Linked DNA regions of Bos taurus: region 2 is linked to region 1. A link is a contact called in public Hi-C data. All regions are on one chromosome and are shown on one strand. The core of a region is the stretch at or near the end of the contact, and the rest is flanking DNA. Distances in the headings are between cores, read along the strand shown.

Region 1 (3,513 bases), core at 716-3,215:
GAAGAGAGATGTCAAAGGGACACAGAAGCCAATTTGAAAGGACTCTAAATGGCTCAATCTGGGGGAACTTGAACATCAAAATGAATGATAGAATGGCCTATAGACCACTAAATAAAAAATAGGGATTCATGAGTTTTTATTGGTGTAACAAATGTCTCATTAGGAAAAAGATATTTACATGGTGATGAAATAAAATGTCTATTTTATGGCAAAGTGAAAGTGTTAGTCGCTAGTTGAGCCCATCAGGCAAGCATACTGGAGTAGGTAACCATTCCTTTCTCTGGGGGAATCTTCCCAACCCAGGAAATGAACCTGGGTTTCCCAAATTGCAGGCAGATTCTTTATCATCTGAGCCAGCAGGGAAGCCTTTTTTTTTTCCTTTTTTCTTTTTTTCTTTTTTTTTAATAGCAAGATAAGAAAAATTTAAACAAAATGTTCTTTGTCTATGTAGGCCTCCTCCCTCCCCCTTTTAAAGTGTATTTTGCACTTACATTAATTGTTGTCTCTTTAGGAGATAACAATTCCTCTTAAATTAATCAAGGGTCACAACTCCTTAGAAGATAACCTTTCTTCTTAATCTTGTAAGGGGCCACGATGGCCTATGACCTTGCTTCGATCTGGATTGTGTAAACTGTAATAACACATTATTTAATGTATAGCCCTCTGAATTTGACCTCTAATAGATGGAACAGTTCTCAAAGGTTTTTAGGAGGCAGTTCCCAGATTATAATCCTATAATCCAATTTATAATTGGATAAGGCCAATCCTTATAACTGACTCGGATTAAAATTTCCTTCTTAGATTGTTCAATTTATTCATCAATGATAGTCTCAAAGTATGGAAAAAGAGTAACTTTACAGTGTAAAAGCCAGACAGTCCACCTTAATCAAATGATCAAAGTGAGTATCATGAAATTGAAATCATGTACCACCAGATTGGATGTAGTGAGAAAAACTCATCATCACTTATGTGGTATTTCTGCTAAAAATGGATAATCTGAATCAGTCATGAAGAAACTTGAGACATAACAAAACTAAATAATGTTTTATAGAATACCTGGCCTGTAATCTTTAAGATTGTCAAGGTCATGATAGTCAAGGAGAGACTGGGGAACTGTTTCACATAAAAGGGGTGTGATACTATGATTTATGGGCTTTCCTTGCGGCTCACCTGGTAAAGAATCCACCCGCAATGCGGGAGACCTGGGTTTGATCCCTGGGTTAGGAAGATCGCCTGGAGAAGGGAAAGGCTACCCACTCCAGTATTCTGACCTAGAGAATGCCATGGACTATATAGTCCATAGGGTTGCAAAGAGTCAGACACAACTAAGTGACTTTCACTTTCACTGTGACTTATAAGAAGAAATATATATTTGATCTTTGTTCACTATTCCTGGCATATACCTCCTAAAACTCTTATGAAAGTGAAACGATTAGTCTCTCAGTTGTGTCTGACTGTTTGTGACCCCTTGGATGGTAGCCCACTAGGCTCCTCTGTCCACGAAATTCTCCAGGCAAGAATACTGGAGTGAGTAGCCACTCCCTTCTCCAGGGGATCTTTAATTTCTTATATAAGAGCCACAGGGGCATCTTTGGTAATATAATATTTACTTTTGTCCTCAGTTCCTGAAACAACCTCAGAATATATACAAGTGAAATGGAGATCTTTTGTTTTCATAACAAACCCCATTCAACCACATGGGTGTTTATGTTAATAAAATGGCTTTTGGAAAGCCTTTAGATAACCTACTGGAGAAGGAAATGGCAACCCACTCCAGTACTCTTGTCTGGAAAATTCCATGGACGGAGGAGCCTAATAGGCTACAGTCCATGGGATCACAAATAGTCAGACACGACTGAGCGACTTCACTTCACTTCACTTAGATAACCTAAGATTGGCAGTTGCCAGGGGAACCAAACCTGATTAGAGGGAGGGGACTTTTAGACCCCTCCCACTCCAGACATCTGGGGAGGGGAAAGGCACTGAACATTGACTTCAATCAACAATGGCCAGCGATTTAATCAATCATGCCTGTGTAATAGAGCCTCCATAAAAACCTGCAAGAATGGGGTGTAGAGAGAACACAAGGAAGTGCTGGGACAGAGACACACAGAGGTCTTGGAAGCTCTGCATTCCTTCCCACATACCTTGCTCTATGCAGCTCTTCCATCTGCTATTCCTGAGTGATATCCTTTTACAATAAACTGATAATCTAGTGAGCAACTGTTTTGTTGAGTTCTGTGAGCTGCTCCAGCAAACTAATGGACCTCAAGGAAGCATTTGTGGGAACCTTCAATTTATAGCCAGTTGGTCAGAAACGTAGTTAACAATCTATGCTTGCTATTGGCATCTGAAGTATGTGGATGTGGGGTGGGGAGGCGGGGGTGGGAGTGTATGTGTGGGGGTGGGGGTGGAGGGTTGAGAGGGGTGCTGGGCTGAGCCCTTAACCTGTGGGAGCTGATGCTATCTCCAGGTAGATAAGGTCAGAATTGAGTTAAATTGTAGGACAACCAGCTGTTATCAGATAATTGTGGGGAAAATCCCCATACACTATAGTGTCGGACATGCAGTAGTGATTCAGTGTTGAGAGTAGAGGAGAAACACAGGATTGCATTTTTCCTGTAGAATGAGATTTAAATAACATGTGAGTCTGAACTTGATTCTTTTGCTAAAATGGGCATATTAAGACGAGTGGTGATGTCCTTGACTAACATATGAGGATTGTGTTTCTGGATTAATTTAATGGCCTTCATGATTTTACTGTGGTATTTGTCTGTAGGATAATGATCTTGTTTGGTGTGATGTGGCATCGTGTCTGCAACTTACTCTCAAGTGGTTTGGAAGAAAATTTTTTTGAATATTTTGAAATTTTTTTTGAATTGTACTTGCAACTTTTTTGTGAGATTGTTTTCCATAAAGTGATGAAGAAAATTTGGTGATGTTCTTTGCATAGTAACTACTTTCTATAAACAAAATGAAAGTGAAAATGATTTTTCACAACATTTTGTTCATTAAAGTTTATATTTTAAAAAGTTTAATAACTTATCGAGAGTTTGATATATGCCAGGCATTGCTGTAAGCAGTGTGTGTGTACCCTTACCACAGTGCTAGAGATTTCAGAGGTAAGGCAAGAGTTCTGTCATCTGCCTAAGGTCACATGTTTTGGGTTTTGAACTGGGATTTGAAAGCAGTCTAACTCCAGTGTTATTAATCCTACATTTTTCTACCTCAATAAAACAGTATTACAGTATCTCCCTCATGCTGTCAAATAAGAGTTCTCAGGTTGCAACTAAAGATGCCCTATGGTGCAACTTAGACCCAGCATGCATACTGAGTCACTTCAGTGGTGTCCGACTTTGCCTGCTCCTCTGTCCATGGGATTCTCCAGGGAAAAATACTGGAGTGGGTTGCCATGCCTTCTTGTAGGAGATCTTCCTGACCCAGGGATGGAATAGGCATCTCTTATGTCTCCTGCATTGGCAGGTTCTTTACTGCTACTGTCACCTGGGAAGC
Region 2 (3,513 bases), core at 355-2,854, 53 kb before region 1:
TGCTGTAGGCATAAGGAACAAGGTAAGTTTGACCTGTTTGAAGCACTGAAAAAATGAGGTAAGCCTGGAACACAAGGCTTAGTGAGAAAAACCATCAGCAGACAAGGCTGAAAAAGTGGACAGGGGCTAAATCCAATATGGCTGGATTGTTATAAGAATGTTATCAGTACCATAAAGCTTTTCTTTTTATTAACGTGGCCAAATTGAATCATCATGCAAATTATCTAGTGTACCCATTCGCAAAAGTAGGACATTTCCAACTTTCTCCTTGAGCAACTCTATGGCCAAAAAATAAGTAGAAAGATCCTATACAATGGCCCTAGCCATAAAATTCTTAAGAACTACATACAAAAACATCATTTATTATGATGTTTGGAAAGTTAAATAGTTAAAAACCTCAAGAGCAAACAGAAATGACAGAATTATAGAATGATTTGAAAAAAAAAAAAAGGTTTTTAACAGAAAAAGTGTCATTGCATTCAGTAAATATTTATCAAGCACCTACTTTGTGCCAGGCATGCTCTAAGCACTAGAGATACATCAATGAACAAATCAGTGAAGATTTAAGCAATAATTGAGCAGAAGATTTAACTGTAGAAATATAATACCAGAACTGAACTTCAACTTATTTTATGTCTCAGCATTTTCTAAAATAGGAGTCATAGGCTTAGTCATATGCACCTGTCAGAAAGCAAACTTACCAAGGAATTCTTAATCACTTCACTCCTATAAAATTCTGGAAAAGAAGAAAAAGAACAATAAGTGATGTGGAAGAAAATAAGCTCACTAACTCTTAATCCCATAAATTTTTTAACATATGCTCTAGTAAAAAAAAAAAAAAAAAACCAACACTTCAAACATTTTCAAGGGCTCTCTGTATATATTTATCTGTAAAAATTAAAATACAGATAATTATGAAATAAAAGTTTTTTAATTGAAGCATAGTTGATTTACAATGTGTTAGTTTCTAATATACAGCAAAGTGATTCAGTTGTACATATACAAATATTTATTCTTTTTCATATTCTTTCCCATTACAGTTTATTATAGGATATTGAATATAGTTCCCTGTGCTACACAGTAAGACCCTGTCTAAAATTAAAAAGTTTTAAAGGGAAAAACACTGGTAAAGAAAGGTCAAAATCTATTAAGATTTAATTTAGTTATTTTTCCCTGACTGGCTCCTTTTACCCCAGAGTCTAAGGTAAGGCCTTAAAAACTCAGACTTTATTCTCCCTTAACTACTGCCATCGTCTACAACCAATTCCATATGCTCCGCTTGTCTCAAACATCTCCAGTGATTATCCATTGTAGTACTGTGGAAAGAACACTCATCTAGCAACCAGGTGACCAAAGTTCTAGCTCTACATGTCATTAACGTTCTGCTCTCATTCCCCTGGGCCCATTTCTTCATGACACTTTTGACAATCAGACTAATAATCAAGGCCTTCTGTAATCACTAAAATTCCATGATTCTATACACCTTCATTTATACTGTAAATGTTACAAAACCTGAAGATACAATTAAGAGAGAGACTGTGTCAGAGGTTCAGTGAAGATACAATCAAAAGAAAGACTGTGTCAGAGGTTCAGACAGACATTCCTAAGAACCCTTCAATACTGCCTCTGTTGTCTCTGCCAAAGTTACGCTGTGATGCTCTGTCAATGCAGAGCCTACAAGGACTCTGTACCCGTATGCTGCTATCGGGCAATATTCCCCATGGGTGATGCACATATCACTGATACATGAGACGACTCTTAGGTGATACGTGGATAAACTTTACTTTTTTCTAACATTGAAATTTATGACTCATATACCCAACCCCTAATAGTAAGCTCCATAAGGGCAATACCATTTGTTTTGTATAACTGCTGTCTCCTCAACACATAAAAACTATTCCTGGCACAGAGTAGGCACTCAGTAAAATTTTGATTGAATCAACAACTTCACAGACTGTGGAAAAATGGACTTCTTAAAATATATTCAGTATGTAGCACTAGAGATGAAATTCAAAGAGAGTAAAACTTGCCAAAGTAGTCCACAAGACTGAAGTTTGGGAATCATCAAGCAGTAAAGGAAAAGTGGACCTGGATATAAAGTTCTAATGGGCAAGGTCTTTTGGTTAAAATGTTTCTTCACAAAACACAGCATCTATACTATTCTATGCTTGTCTTCCCTTAAACAATAGTAATAGTGATAATCATCCTATTTTTTGGCAAGATAGCCACAACACACTAATGAAAAAAACAAGTTCTATGAGAGAATTTACCACAGGATCCAAATTTTTACAATTACATGAACAACATTTATCTTAAGTGATAGGGTTAGGCTGCTTACTTTTATTTATTGCTTGGCAGTTTTTAAATTTTTCTATTTTGAACAATTACTTTAAATAAGAGAAGGGATAATTCTAATTGTTTTTAAAAGGAAAGTTTTCTTGATGAATATTTAAGTTACTGATAGTTTTTGGATATTTCAAGTAATATTATATATAATCTTTGAAAGATATATATTCTAAGACACATGAATCTATAAGATAGACTTCAAGTGAAATTGCAAGATAAAAGGAAAAAAAAGCTTGAATTTGATAGATATTGCCAGATTGTTCTCTATAAACACTGTACCAATTTACAGTCCCACTTAACAGTAGCCAACCCTACACATTTGTGTTTTTTTAATTAGTTAATTCACTGGCTGTGCTGGGTCTTCATTGCTGCATGCGGCGTTTCTCTAGTTGCGGAGAGTCGGCGCTACCCTAACTGCGGTGCACAGGCTTCTCACTGCTGTGGCTGCTCCTGTCACAGAACACAGGCTCTAGGCACTCGGGCTTCAGTAGCTGCAGCACACGGGCTCAGCAGTAGTGGCTTGCAGGGTCCACCGCAGGCTCAGTAGCTGTGGCACAAGGGGCCTAGCTGCTCCACAGCACGTGGGATCTTCCCAGAGCAGGGATCAAACCCATGTCCCCTGCACTGGCAGTTGGATTCTTAAGCACTGGACCACAAGGGAACCCCAACCCTCAGTATTATTCTTTTCATTTTTTCCCAACAGTTAACCAATGCCAATCATAAATTGGCTACATAAATGTACATACATATGTATGTCCATGTGTGTATATATATACATATGTTCTTCTCTAATATGCATACATATACTCTAATTCATTCCCAGTATGTTTCTGGGGCGGGGAGAGTTTTAGGGCTAAATTGTGTTGCTTGTTATTACAAGGTACTCTCACTTAATATACTTTTGTATTGTCTAAATTTGCTGCAAGTATGTAAAACTTTTTAAAGCAATGAAAAAAAATTAAAGCTATTCCTTTTTTCTTTTGAGAGAATTCCTCAGCTTAATCTATAAAGTGTCTAAATTAAAGAGTCTCCAACAAACATATTTCCAGCTCTAAAAAAATGAACAGCATTTTTTTTCAAAACTTTGCTGACTAACTATATATATACATAAATGAAACTAAACAATTTGCTTTCCCCATTAGACCCTCAAAATGGATTTGCTAATTT

What was found. Hi-C and Micro-C count contacts between places; a contact is called where the count stands out from the background.
Region 2: a contact with region 1 is called in a Hi-C map of an unstated tissue, with 2.1 times the contacts expected there. The contact joins two enhancer-like sites. A contact is called at or near these places in 4 of 11 Hi-C or Micro-C datasets (blastocyst, blood, liver and 1 more).

The regions. Positions count from the first base shown.
Region 1 is chr15:55,201,988-55,205,500 of ARS-UCD2.0, reverse strand. No RefSeq gene overlaps it. Among named protein-coding and RNA genes, the nearest start is that of UVRAG, 8.3 kb to the left of the region's middle. Within about 2 kb of position 1,965, at least 6 of the 102 cell types and tissues checked have an H3K27ac peak or open chromatin away from gene starts, as enhancers often do.
Region 2 is chr15:55,254,297-55,257,809 of ARS-UCD2.0, reverse strand. It overlaps UVRAG (UV radiation resistance associated), which reads right to left. Exons shown (of 15, transcript NM_001193026.1): 3 at 702-736. Among named protein-coding and RNA genes, the nearest start is that of UVRAG, 44 kb to the right of the region's middle. Within about 2 kb of position 1,604, at least 5 of the 102 cell types and tissues checked have an H3K27ac peak or open chromatin away from gene starts, as enhancers often do.